Regions from separate parts of the Triticum aestivum genome. Here region 2 is linked to region 1. The links are chromatin contacts, called in public Hi-C maps. All regions are on one chromosome and are shown on one strand. Each heading gives the region's core, a stretch centred on a gene start, on an enhancer-like site or on the middle of the called end of the contact. The rest is flanking DNA. Distances are from core to core; before and after follow the strand shown. Region 1 holds the start of LOC123050390. Region 2 holds the start of LOC123050411 (protein HAIKU1).

What was found. Hi-C and Micro-C count contacts between places; a contact is called where the count stands out from the background.
Region 2: a contact with region 1 is called in a Hi-C map of leaf, with 3 times the contacts expected there. The contact joins the promoter of LOC123050411 here to the promoter of LOC123050390 in region 1. A contact is called at or near these places in 3 of 5 Hi-C or Micro-C datasets (all in leaf) and 1 of 1 datasets of contacts at active chromatin or transcription factors (leaf).

What each region holds. Positions count from the first base shown.
Region 1 is chr1A:353,130,762-353,137,538 of IWGSC CS RefSeq v2.1, reverse strand. LOC123050390 reads left to right here and starts at 2,663. Exons shown (of 1, transcript XM_044473197.1): 1 at 2,663-6,777. The coding sequence starts at 6,105.
Region 2 is chr1A:353,382,668-353,389,444 of IWGSC CS RefSeq v2.1, reverse strand. LOC123050411 (protein HAIKU1) reads right to left here and starts at 3,666. Exons shown (of 1, transcript XM_044473215.1): 1 at 2,043-3,666. The coding sequence starts at 3,493. The coding sequence ends at 2,588. LOC123050422 (WEB family protein At3g02930, chloroplastic) reads left to right here. Exons shown (of 3, transcript XM_044473225.1): 3 at 1-19.

The DNA of each region.
Region 1 (6,777 bases), core at 1,414-3,913:
TTGTGAGGTCACTTTGCTTCACAAGAAGCAGATGCAAGGCTCTCGAGTTGTACTTCTCGAAATTCCGCTATGTTTATTATCTGTGTGATGTTCTCAGAATCAAGCTTTCTTTCGAAAAGCCAAAGACAAGCTCTATCTTAATCTCTTTTCTCTTTTCGAGAGCAAAGCCCAAAACAAATCAAAATGCAATCTCCTAAGGGTTGTATGGGTGTGTTCGGATGGTAGCAGTATTTAACCTACGAACTTCTTGGTCATGATAAAAAGTTGTCTATGTTTAATTGGTTGCCAATTCTGTATCATGTCAATGGCTCAATGACCTTTCTTGCTAATTCTGACCAATGCATGAGCAATCTACGAGCTAACCTCTAGGCGTCGTTTAGGCTGGTCATAGTGAAAGTAACTTAGCAAGTAACATAACACACCTCAAGAAAAATTTACTTGCATGACATGTATTTAATGAGGAGAGAGATGGTTGAAGTAACATAATATGTTACTGTAACATAACACATCCCAAGGCAAAATGAGTCTACATCTTAATAAATGATGGCTTGCATGACATCACATATATATTACTCTCCACTATGAAGGTAGTAACATAGACTAGTAACATAAGCATGTTACTAGTCTAAGTTACTCCCCACTATGACCAGCCTTAAGCGACAAAGGAAAAAACGATATTTAGGTGACTGAGGCAAAATGGCTGTTTGGCTGCGTGTGCTTAACTCACTTATGTTTCATATAAGAGCAATTGTTATGGAGTCGTCATAGTGTTTTAAAGATTGTGCCAAACATAGAGTCGTCATAATACAGGTTTTGTATTTTTTTTGAGACAAAATACGGCTTTTATATTTGCCTAGCAAGTAGGCCCACATATTATTGGGCCATACGTTCTTTCTATCCCATTTACAACAATTTGAATCAAACAATGAGCATAATTCAACAAATATTATTACGAACCGTTAATCTGAATACAACAAATGATTTAACTCAGCAAATAATCCGATCAAATAAATTGTTCAGGTACAAATAAATGAATATTAAAGTAATTTAAACACAATATCTCTCAGCCAGCTGTTAATGATGCTCAATGAGGTCGTTCTTAAGCTCATGATGGGAAGCCCGGTGTTCAATCTTTTGGTATGCATCAACAAATGCTTGAATGTGTTTTGTGCGTGTGCGATGCCTGCCGATTGTCACGATATCTTCATAGTAAATTGAGCCTCGCATATCCCTCTCATCATCTATGATCATGTTATGTAGGCTCACGTAAGTGTCGTGGTATTTGCCAAGGCATCCTTGTTACAGAAACGAGTTGGTGCCCAAATAATTGTAAGCCTTGATTGCAATACTCCAAATGCCGTCTCAATGTCTTCAATATGAGATTCTTGCATCTTCGCAAAATGCTTATGTTTACTGCTCTCAAAACTAAAAATTGTCTTCACGAATGTTGATCAAAAGATGGATATATGCCATCGGCTAGATAGTAGTCTTGGTTATAACAATGGTCATTCGACGTGAAGTTGCAAGGTGGAAAAGTACCACAAGCTAGTCTTGCAAACAGATGGGATATCTGTAAGACATCGATGTCGTTGTGTGATCCATGCAATCTAAAGTAGCAGTGTCATATCCAAAGATCTTTGGAGGCAACAACATCGAAAATTATGGTTGGATCCTTGCAATGCCTGGCGGATTGGGCATGCCAAGCTACATGTAAATTCTTTCAATTCCAGTGCATACAGCCGACACTCCCTAAAAATCCTAGGCTAACCTTTTGCCTAATGCATCGCTAGAAGCATGGCCATGTCCTCGACATAGGGTGCTCGCAGATACCCCGGTCCATAAACATGCATCATAGTTTCAGCAGACACTTTAGTGTACTTAATGATTGTATCTTCAGCCATTCGAAGAGGATCATCCCATGAATATGCAGGAGAGCCATATGCAAGCATCCGAAGTGTCACAACCACCTTCTGAAAAGAGGAAAACCCTAGGAGACTGGTGACATTTCTCCGTCGTTAAAACAAAGGTTCAGCGCATGCATGTTGTGGCCAATTCAACATAACAACCTTTGTTCATGCGGGAGCATTGCCGAAACATATAAGGTGGAAAGGTACAACCCAACAAAGTAGTCATACATGAGACGCTCGTGGCTGACGTATCTGTTCCGGCTGAATGTTGCATGACCAACCTATGATTTTGGACGCTTTCTTTTCCTTTCTGTTGTTGCTATCTACTCCCTCCGTTTCTAAATATTTGTCTTTCTAGACATTTTAAATGACTACTACATACGGATGTATGTAGACATGTTTTAGAGTGTAGATTCACTCATTTTGCTTCGTATGTAGTCACTTATTGAAATGCCTAGAAAGACAAGTATTTAGGAACGGAGGGAGTATTCCGCAACTATCATTATTACTTTGTCTTCTTCGTTGTCCATCATTTCACTCTCAGACTCGTAGCTCGCATCCTGTGATGAATCATGAAAAAATGTTAGCTCCATCATCGGACCATTTACACATAATGCCAATTATTTGTCATCTTCGCAATTATATGAGCCGCCGAACTACATCTACAAGGAAAGGATGAGAAAAATTACCTTTGAGATCGCGTGGCCGGATGGCAGAAAGAAAGGTGCAGAGATATAGTCAATCATAGGAGGTCCGTGAACGGTTCAACAAAGATGACTAGGTCCAAATCGCGGCGGTTCGGGTGGCGAAACAACCAACACGACTTAAGCCCTAGAGAAAAAAAGAGAGAGCTCCCGCGAGCGCCTAGGCGTTCTGGCGGCGACGGAGTCCCAGAGGGAGTGAATGGCGGCGGGGTTGCCGGCGCTATCTGCGGAGGAGGAGGGAGGAGAGGGTGCGGGGGTGGGCCGAATCGGAGGCATCTTCAGCGCGGAGGAGTGGAGAGAAATTAAGGCGAGATCGAAGCAAATCCTGCGGACTGCCGCGGACCGGAAGAGCTGCCTGGGAAGATTGAAGAAGAGGGCGGAGGAAATCTTGGGCGGATCCTCAGGTGAGCCTGCTTCTAATTATGGAAGAGGATTGTCGGATCCCTTCTGTCCAGGAGAGGTGATTCTGCCATCTGTAGAATTTAGGGATAGAATTAAAAAGGAAAAGGAGATAGGAAAGAAAGAGGATTCGGTGTTGATCTCTACTGGTTATGGGAGGATCCCGAATTTCTAGGATTTAACGTTGTTTCAGTTGAGGGGCGCGATTCAGGGGCTGGATGAAAATCGGGGGGCTGTTTCTCGCCATTTTTTCAGTTACCAGAGAGAAGTTAGTGGGGAGTGGATTTGGAAACGGACAAATCATAGTTATTTGCTTATAATTGTGTGCTTCAATTTCGTAATTACCTTAGCAATAGACATGGAAGAGGGCTATTTCTTCCTTAGGAGGTCGTGCCTTTGTTCTTCACAGGAAGCAGTAGCAGAGAGGGGCTCGGGTCTTCTCTCCTTTGTTCAGATAGCGTGTCCCATGGAGAACAAGAGTGCTGCTAAGGGGGTTTGTGGGGAAAGAGATACACAGGGGGTGGTGAGTACTGGAGAAGAGATGGAATCGGCGGCGGTGGTGAGGACTCGTGTGACGGCCAGGGGGGACGACCCCCTTCTTGGCCGTACGGTGGCGGAGCACAAGGGGAAGTTGGCTATGAGACGCTTCCGGGGTGAGGCTCCTCCTCTTGTCATCGACATGGAGGCTGCTAGGAGGGCCGTCTTTGGCTTCCTGGTAGTTGGACGCTTCTTGGCACCTTTCTAGATGAACCCTCGGGCCATCGTTAACGAGCTCCGAAACTCCGGGGCGTGGCGGCTTCAGGGTACGGCCACCGTCCAAGAGGTGGCCAGCGAGGACGGACGCTTTGTCCTATTTCTCCTCCGAGGGGGATCGACGGTTTGTGCTCAAGGCACAACCATGGCACTATAATTGGGACGGCATCATCTTCGCCGAGTTCGACGGTAGGGGCGACCCGGAGATCGATCTTGGGGTCATGCCCATTCGGGCCCAGGTTCGTGATGTCTCTTTCGAGCTCAAGACGGAGAGTATGGGATCGACTTTCGGGGATCAGTTGGGGGAAGTGGTGGATGTGTCGCACCGTAATCATGTCATAGTTGAAAAATTCTTGCGAGTGCGTGTGGGTATCTTGCTGCACAAGCCGCTCAAGAGCATTATAGAGTTCACCCCGTTAGGAAGCTCCAAGAAAATTAGATATGATGTCCAGTATGAAAAACTACCTCAATATTGTGAGTGTTGTGGGCTTATAGGTCATACTTCGGAGCGTTTCTGTAGTATTCCAAAAGAAAAGAGTGTAGCTATCTACCCAAGAAAATCTTAGTGTAGATGCTTACTGGAAGGGTCAAAGGTCACACAAGAGAGAGGTTATCTTACGAGGTTTACCTAGAGGTGAGCAGTCTTCGTTCATCGCACCCGACAACAAAAACAAGTCAAAGGCTATGGAGGGTGTCGTCGTCAGAGTGGCTAAGGAGGCGAGTGTGCTCACTGTATCCGACAAGGACGAGAATGTAGCGCCAAAGGCGGCCCAGCCTAGTTTCCCGCTCGGCCAGGAGGGCCGGGCTTCGGGGGAGCTCCTAACTGGCGCTTTAAGCGCCGCCGAGGTAAACCGGCGCGCACGCGCGGTGCCTAGCGGGCCGGCCCACCACGAGGAATCTGTACTATTTAACCCTTGCTGGAAAAACAAACGCAAACAAAAAATTCCATGCACACGAGGAATCGAACCCGGCACCCATAGAGTAATACTCCGCCATGGCAGCCAGTAGACCAGACACGACGTTTTGTTTGCTACCAGGAATCTGTACTATTTAACCCATTCAATACTGCAGATAACATATATATGCTGTATAGATTTTTTTAAATATAAATTCCGAAAAAGAACTCATAAATAGTGCAGATTGAAAAAAGTTCATTGATGTGGAAAAAGGTTCATCCGTATAGAAAAAAGTTCACAAAATTGAAAAATAGTTCATCGAATTTGAAAAAAGTTCATCAAAATTGAAAATAGTTCATCGAATTTTAAAAAAGTTCATTAAATTTGAAAAAAGTTCATCAAATTTAGAAAAAGTTCATTGAATTTGAAAAAAGTCCACTGAATTTGAAAAAAGTTCATTGAATTTTAAAAAAAGTTCATTGAATTTGAAAAAGTTCATCAAAATTTTAAAAAGCTCATTGATTCTGACAAAAAAGTTCATCGGATTTGCAAAAAGTTCATCGATGGTGAAAAAAGTTCACGAATTCAGAAAATGTTCATAAAAAAAAGTTCATCAATTTGGAAAATAGTTGATCGATTTCAAAAAAAGTTCATCACATTTTGAAAGGAGTTCATTGATTTTCAGAAAAAGTTCATCGGATTTGAAAAAAGATTCACAAAAAATGTTCGTGAACTCGAGAAAAGTTCGCGAAATTGAAAAAAGAAAAAAACAGAAGAAAACTGGCAAAAAAAAACAGAATCACGTCAGTTAATTGAAGAACAATAAAAGATGCTATTAATCATAAAATGGACGCGGTCCCTGTTGGTTAGCGTGGTTGACGTGTTGTACGGAACCTGTTTGGTGGAGGGTTCGAATCTCCTCTTTGCACTATTTTTGAAACATTTTACAAAAAAGGGAAGAAAAGAGTAAGGCGGGTTTTTGAAACATTTTACAAAAAAGGGAAGAAAAGAGTAAGGCGGGCCGGCCCAGGTGCGAAACGTGGGTGTGCGCCCGATTGCACATACAACAGTAACGGGCGCAGAGGGCGCCGTTTAGGAAATGCCGGGCTTCGGAGGCTCCTTCATCGACTCCTATCGGTGCTGCGCTCGGTCAGGAGGGCCGGGCTGCAGTGCCAAAGGCGGCCCAGCCTAGTTTCCAGCTCGGCCAGGAGGGCCGGGCGTCGGAGGCTCCTTCATCGACTCTTGTCGGTGCTGCGCTCGGTCAGGAGGGCCGGGCTGCAGCGCCGAAGGCGGCCCAGCCTAGTTTCCCGCTCAGCCAGGAGGGCCGGGCGTCGGAGGCTCCTTCATCGACTCTTGTCGGTGCTGCGCTCGGTCAGGAGGGCCGGGTTGCAGCGCCGAAGGCATCTACTGGCCTTGGCCAGGAGGGCCAAGGGCTGGCGTCCCTGATGCTCACCCAATCGGGTGTGATGTTTGGTCAGGAGGGGATGCAGCCAGGGGGTTTCAGCACCTCCAAGTCTGCTGTACCAGCTGCTGTTCACCGGCAGAAAACCGCTGACCAGGAGGGCCAAGGGCTCACGGGCGGGCCTCCTGCCCCGGAGGGCGCTGCACAACAGTGGCTGGAGGTCCCCAGCGTCTATGCGGCCCGTTTGGGTGTCACTAGTGGCCAGGAGGGACTGAACCTGGGTGTGCCCGACTTTGCAAATGGAGCAGCACAAGGGGCTGTTAAGTGTTTTTCGACAGCCACGAATCTTCAAGACCAACTGTTGTTCCAGCCAGGTGTGCTGGAGGCCCTGCCGGGGGCTGTTGCTGCGAGGCTCTCGGCATCTGTGGTGGCGGTTGACGCTACGGATGAAAATGTGTTGTTGAAATTTAGTGCTAATAAGAATCATAGGCAGGGCCAGCTAAAGAGGATGGGGAAGAAAGAGAAAAAGGGAAGGAGTGAGAGCGCGGAAGATGCTCGTAGGATAGTAATAGGTAAAAAAAGAGAACACATACACGACGTTCCATGCACAGGAAGTGACTTGGAGTTTTCTTTTGAGAAAGAGATGGATAGTTATGAGCATTTACTATACGGCGACGTGAGTGTTTCTTCGAAACGAGTGTGTACTGGTAGAGTAG
Region 2 (6,777 bases), core at 2,417-4,916, 250 kb before region 1:
TGGCGGCACATTCAGGGTTCATCGGTTCAGCAACCATTCTTTTATTATATTATAAGATGCTAAATGCCAAATTCGAAATCTTATTTTAAGGGCTTGTATTATCATGCACGCTCTGGACTTTAGCTATGAGAATATCTACGTAGCAGGTTTTGTTTTCCCACTAACTGTAACATTCATCCAAGGGGCCTTTGAGGTAGCAGGAAAAAGAGGTTCAGTTCAAGTTGTTCAGGAAAGTAAAGATGGGCTTGAGACTGAAGAATGTTACCATTAAACGCTGGGAGGCTCAGCACCTAGCCTCCAGCCCAGGTCAAAGATTTCTGCACCACCAAGGATGGATGGCATGTCCCTGTCGTCTCCAGCTGCACAAACATCTCAAGGGATTAGGATCTACATGCCTCTTGGAGCCATCCAATGGGTCAATAACTAGCTTATGGATTTCTGCCCATGGTTTTTGTCCTTCGGTTTATATTTTCTTCCAGATTCATTCAATAATTGCTGAAGAACATCTGGCCTAGCCAGTAGCTCTGGTAAACTATTGCTGGTTGCCAATCAAACAATAGCAAGCAAGCAAGCAGATGGACGGATCAACAGGTCAGTGTGCGGAGCAAGGCACATCACCATCATCATCTCTGAGCCTTTTCCCATATTCTTCGTTCTCTTTTGGAGGTGCATGCTGATTTCTCCACAAGAACTGAGAGATAAAGAAAGCATAAGAAAAACACACATGATGATGAGACCATGACAGCCACTTCACTTTCTTTAGTTTAGTCAGGTTAGTGCCAGATCAACAGAATTGCTTGCAACACACAGTTTAGTCTACTGTCCGAGTTCATGCGTCCACACACAAGGAACCAGGTTGCTCATTCAGAAGTCAACTGTTCATAAAAAACAAATATATGTACACGATCTAACTAATGCTTACTGGAATTAGCCCTTCTTTATCTGAGCAGAGACATGAATAGCTGCGAAATTTCCGGTTGATTGGACGGTCGCAGATATGATCAAACTAATTGTTCTTCACACGGACACGCCATGACCTGTTCAGCTTAGATATAATTCAGCAAAGGTAGTTCGGACTATTTTTTTTTTTAGCAAAGCTAGATTCCTTCTTTTTTTCAGTTGTTGTCTCAAACTTCACAGGTACAATAGGGCCGTATCAACAATAAGATGTGTTATTGTCCTGGTGCTTTCAGGACAGAAAGAACAAATTTGGATGAAGCTACAACGGTCCCACATATTAATCTGGAGGGAACTTCAAGCATGTCCTCAGCCCCAAAAGTAATGTAACACACCTAACCAGCAGATGTTTACGGTTACAACAACATGTAAGAACATTTTGAACACTTGTAAGCTAACTAACATGATATGCATGGTTGCTACCGATAAAAACACTTGAAGATATGTACAGATCAGAACTGACAGATTGTTGATCACAGAGTCCTGCTACTCTATTGCAGCAGTGCATTGTATAATTGACATCTGAGAGATAATTACATATTCACTATAAAGACAATTTCACATTCCAATGGGCAGAACGGTCAAGTGGTGTAACACCAAACATTGCATCTTTAAGATTGATGTCTGCAACCAAATTACAAAAGCTGTGAACACCAAACATTGCATCTTTAAGATTGATGTCTGCAACCAAATTACAAAAGCTGTGAACACGTATTTGACTGATAAAGTAAGTTATGGAAAGGTTATCTTCTTCAAGAACATGTTTCTTTGGGTGCATACCATGCACTGAGGTTTAAGTAAGGAAGTCTAATTTTATGTTAGAAGCTAACAATTATATTGTGCATACAACAAAGGGATATGTGACTGACCAAAGTATCGAAACAACCGATCTGCTTCAAAACACTAAAGGGACAGGATGCATACGATGCTATCATGCAGATATCAGTAATACTGCTGACTAAGCTACTGGCTATCATGACGTTAAATTGTAGATAACATGTATATGAAGTGAATAAACATTCAGGCCACGCTAACAAACTTTATCTCATGTATGACTGTATGGGCATGTCTAGCGCAAGATAGCATGATGCTCCCAAGAAGAAATAGACATACCCTTGATGCATTAAACCTCAATCGTACTTGGATTGTTAATTTCCAGATAAGCTGGGCTATGACATAATAACAAGTTACCTTCCCTCTCAAAAATACAAGTAGAAGAAAAGGGGAAAACAATTATGTTCCCTGAATAGGCATACCAACAGCAATCATGAGTGAAATATTTGTCAGAAAGAGCTCATCTTTCTTGAACTAAAAGTACAATTACATGTTTCAAGCCTATCCACTCAAGAATCTACACTACAACATTCCCAGTTCTTACTGTCCTCCTTTTGCAGCCAAGAAAGTGAACAAATTGAAAAATTTCCCCAGTTATACAATTACAAATATGTAACCAACAGCCTTTACCGAAGCCTTACAGACTGATGCTAACCGCACAGCAGCAATTAACAGCAACAAATATTGGTGTCGAGAGCTACAACCCACCTGTTTCACCTCCGCCGGATGAACCAATTCCCATCACTGTAGCTACCTCCCTACCGTCAAATGTTACAGGGGCGACTGCTGACCGATGCTACATATCTCTCCACCGTGGACTCAGCAAGGGAAAGAATCCGGACGGTGAGAGCAGCCCCGACGGCGACTGCGGGAACCATAGCCCTGGCGAAGGCGGCGGCGGCATGGGCCCTGGCCCCAGGATCCCTGTTCCTGGCAGCGGTGACAACAAGGGGAAGTTTGGCGTGAGCGGAGGGGGTTGCTGGAACCCCGGCGAGAGGAGCGGGTAGGGCGACCTGGGCGTCGGCGAGAGCAAATTGAGGAATCCGGTCGGCGAAGGGAGTATCCCGGGCGACGGCACCGGCGGCGGGGGCGGGTGATAAGGGTGCTGCGGAGGCCCCCGTCCGGCAGCTGCTGCTGCAGCCGCGGCATGAGCATGGGCTGCAGCGGCCGCCGCGGCGGCAGCCCCGGGAGGAGTGGCGCTGAAGAGGGAGTTCTCGAGGATGCGCATGTAGGCAGAGACGGGCGAGTCGGCCCAGGCGGGCCCCGGCGGAGGCATGGGCATGTGGTGCGGGTGCGGGGGGCGGTGGAAGGCGGGGTTGTGGTTAGGGTTGGGTATCTGGTGGTGGTTGTGGACGGGAGGGGGCCGCGCGACGGGGGTGGAGATGGGGGGCGGGCGGATCTTCTGGAGGCGCATGGAGGCGGGCTTGGACTGCTGCTGGTGCTGCTGCTGGAGCGGCGGAGGGGGGCGGTGGTGGTGCTGGGGCGGCGGAGGGGAAGGCGTGCCGGCGGTGAGCTGCTGGACCATGTCGCGGAACTGGTTCTTGCTGATGTTGTATACCTGCGGCTGGGGGTGCGGCGGGCGGGGCGGCTGCTGCTGAGGCGGCGGCGGCGGCGTCGCCTTGCGGATGTTCCGGCCGAGCTTGTTGACGCCGAGGTGCGGGTTGTGTCCGCCGCCGCTATTGCTGCTGCTGCTGCGGTCCATCTCGGCGGATCGGCGGCGGTGGATTTAGGAGGATTGGCGCGGGCGGGGGAGCGGAGGTGGTGGGAGGGGGGAGGGGATGGGAGGACGGGAAGCACACGCAATGGAATTCGTTAGCAAGTTGCAGCGTGGTTTTCTTTGACTTTGGGGGCGCTCGGCGGAGACGGGAGGGGGGATGGGAATGGAGAAGCAGGCCGATGCACACTCTCTTGTCTGGGCTGAGTGCGTTTTCGCTTCCTGTTTACTCGTGGGTACACCACGGAGTCTCTGCCAGCCATTGGCCCTAGCTGTCTCGCTACTGGTTTGACATGTCGCTCGTTGGACAATCACACCAGACACAAAATTACATCCAAGTTAAGAGCATCTACAATGGACTGGTCAAATTTAACCCCAGCCCCCTCATTTATCTGCTTCAACGTTTCCCTGCTTCCACACTAGTCCTCCTATCCGCCGCCAAATCCATACACCCCTAGCAACGGTGATCAACATTTTACGTAGATAAAACCTCAACCTAGCAATAGCAAACATGTAGATCGGGGACAACAAGTTTTTTTATACAAATCGGACCAAAATGTTAATCGCCTACATGCGATAAAGCATAACTAAAAGTCTAAAACTAATAGATAACTTGTTAGGGAGGAGAAGGTGGGGACCGATCTATTCTCTCTCACTTAACAATAGTGCATCAAGTCCCGATTACAACTGGGATACAGAAATGAGACGAATAGAGGAGGAAGGGGATTAGGGTTCGTGGCCGCCGAGTCGTTTCTCCGTTGATCCACTCGATGGTTTTACACTTAGCAGGAGAGAGCATAAGTAGCCGATCATGGGGCTGGGCCTCATTAAACCCAGTCTGGCCCAGCCACATTGGTGTTGGGCTTGAGCTTGTGTCCGGGTCGCACCGCGTCTGGCTTGGCTGTAAGTGCATCAAGTGCCCCCTTAGTGATTTTGGAGTACTGAAGATAAATAGGTTGAGGAACTAATGTGTTTGTGAGTATACACAGGAAACAAAGTCCCTAAGGATTTGGTTTAACACACGGAAGATGACCCCTCAAAATTGGATTTCTTCAAGTGAAGAATTTGGTGATGAAATTGGTACGACCTTTGAAGAAATTGATGTGAAGACTTTGAAGCTTGAAGACTTCTGTTTTCATAGTTTCTTTTCTTCTTATTTGAGTCATAGGAAAAAGGAAAAGTCTCTAAATCTACCGACTGATTTTCTCATCTCGTAAACCCCCTCCTCTGCGCGCCACGTGCCCGCGTCAGGCAGCCCACCGCTTCCCCCAACCTTAGGACGAAGCTGTCTCCTCCACATGTTCCTTCTTTCCATCCCCTTTCCAATCTCATTCATCCTGATGACCAGGGGAGAGGACCCATGGCGAAGACCACCATACCAGCTAGAAAATCGGCAGGGGCTGCCGCCGGCCGCCGCCTTGATTCATCCTCCGCCCAACCCCATCAATGTTTAAAATCAGAGAGGATGACGTAAACCACATCGTTGTTGCATCCTCTCCTCGGGCTGCGGCTGCAAAAAGGACAAGGGCGACACCGGCCACCACAACAGCATGGGGTTGCAAGGCCGGGGAGGATGACTCCGGTCACCTCGGCTGCAAGGTTCTAGTGTGCCCCGTCGCACCCACAACCCCTGTGTTTTGCAGCAACATGGCTGCGACGGCGGCAGCGGCGGGCGGCGATTTGTGCAGCAACGATGACAAATTGCTGCTATGTCTTGCTGTGACGGTGGACAACCGCTTCCGCGATGCTTCTGAGGGAGTCCTGGATTAAGGGGTCCTCGGGCGTCTGACCTATTGGACATGGGCCGGACTGGTGGGCCGTAAAGATACAAGACATAAGACTCTCTCCCGTGTCTGGATGGGACTCTCCTTGGCGTGGATGGCGAGCCTGGCGTTCGGATATGAAGATTCCTTTCTCTGTAACCGACTTTGTACAACCCTAACCCCCTCTGGTGCCTATATAAATCGGAGGGTTTAGTCCATAGAGGCAATCATAATCATACAAGCTAGACTTCTAGGGTTTTAGCCATTACGATCTCGTGGTAGATCAACTCTTGTAACCCCCATACTCATCAATATCAATCAAGCAGGACGTAGGGTATTACCTCCATCAAGAGGGCCCGAACCTGGGTAAAACTTCGTGTCCCTTGTATCATGTTACCATCAACCTTAGACGCACAGTTCGGGACCCCCTACCTGAGATCCGCCGGTTTTGACACCGACATTGGTGCTTTCATTGAGAATTCCACTGTGTCACCGTCAGAAGGTTCGATGGCTCCATCCATCATCTGCAACGATACTGCCCTAAGGGAGGTTTTTCTCCCCGGCCAGATCTTCGTATTCGGCGGCTTCGCACTGCGGGCCAACTCGCTTGGCCATCTAGAGCAAATCGACAGCTACGCCCCAGGGCACCAGATTAGTTTTGGAAATCTGGATTATGTCGTTGATATCCGAGGAGACTTGATCTTCCAAGGATCCACGACCCCAACTTCCGCTCTGGCCTTAGAGCCGAAGCGCCTCGCTAGGACCAAAGACGGAATTTCTAAACCCGCGGGAATATCTGTGGCCACTAGGCCCAGTACGGGAGAGCCAGAGGAAGCAATGTCACCGACAACCATCACAAAGCCGGACCCTTCCCCGGATACCGGCTTCGAACTCTCAGAGTCAGCGTCGTGTGAGCTCGGCCGAGGAATTCCCTTCCCACCATACTCCACGGATTCTTTTCTCCCTGAGCAAACCTTGCCTTTAAGCGAAGCTCTGGACTTGATGTGATCCCTCGTGATTATAGAGGAGCAATGCCCAAACTACGCTCGGCCCAGACTAGGGGCTGAGAGCAAGGAATTTTATGTCCCACCCACCACCCACTTTATAGCCACTGTCGAGGACTTAACATACATGCTCGATTACGACTCCGAAAACATTGACGGTATGGACGACGATACCGAAGAAGAGGAGGCCCAAAACCCGCCGTTTACTGGACGTTGGAAGGCCACCTCTTCGCATGACGTGTACATGGTGGATACACCCAAGGAGGGTGTGACGCCCTGAGACCGTTGCGCCAGGTGTCTTCCAGTTATTCGTTGTCGTTGCCATGTCATTTGCTTGCGTGTTGCATTTCATCATGTCATCATGCGCATTTGCATCATCATGTTTTCAAAACTTGCATTCGTCTGGGTCTCCCCGTTCCTTCCGTTGTCCGTTCTGAGCCCAGACACACTCGCACGCGCCCGCGGCATGTCCGAAATATTATTTTATAAGTGGCCGGAAAATGTT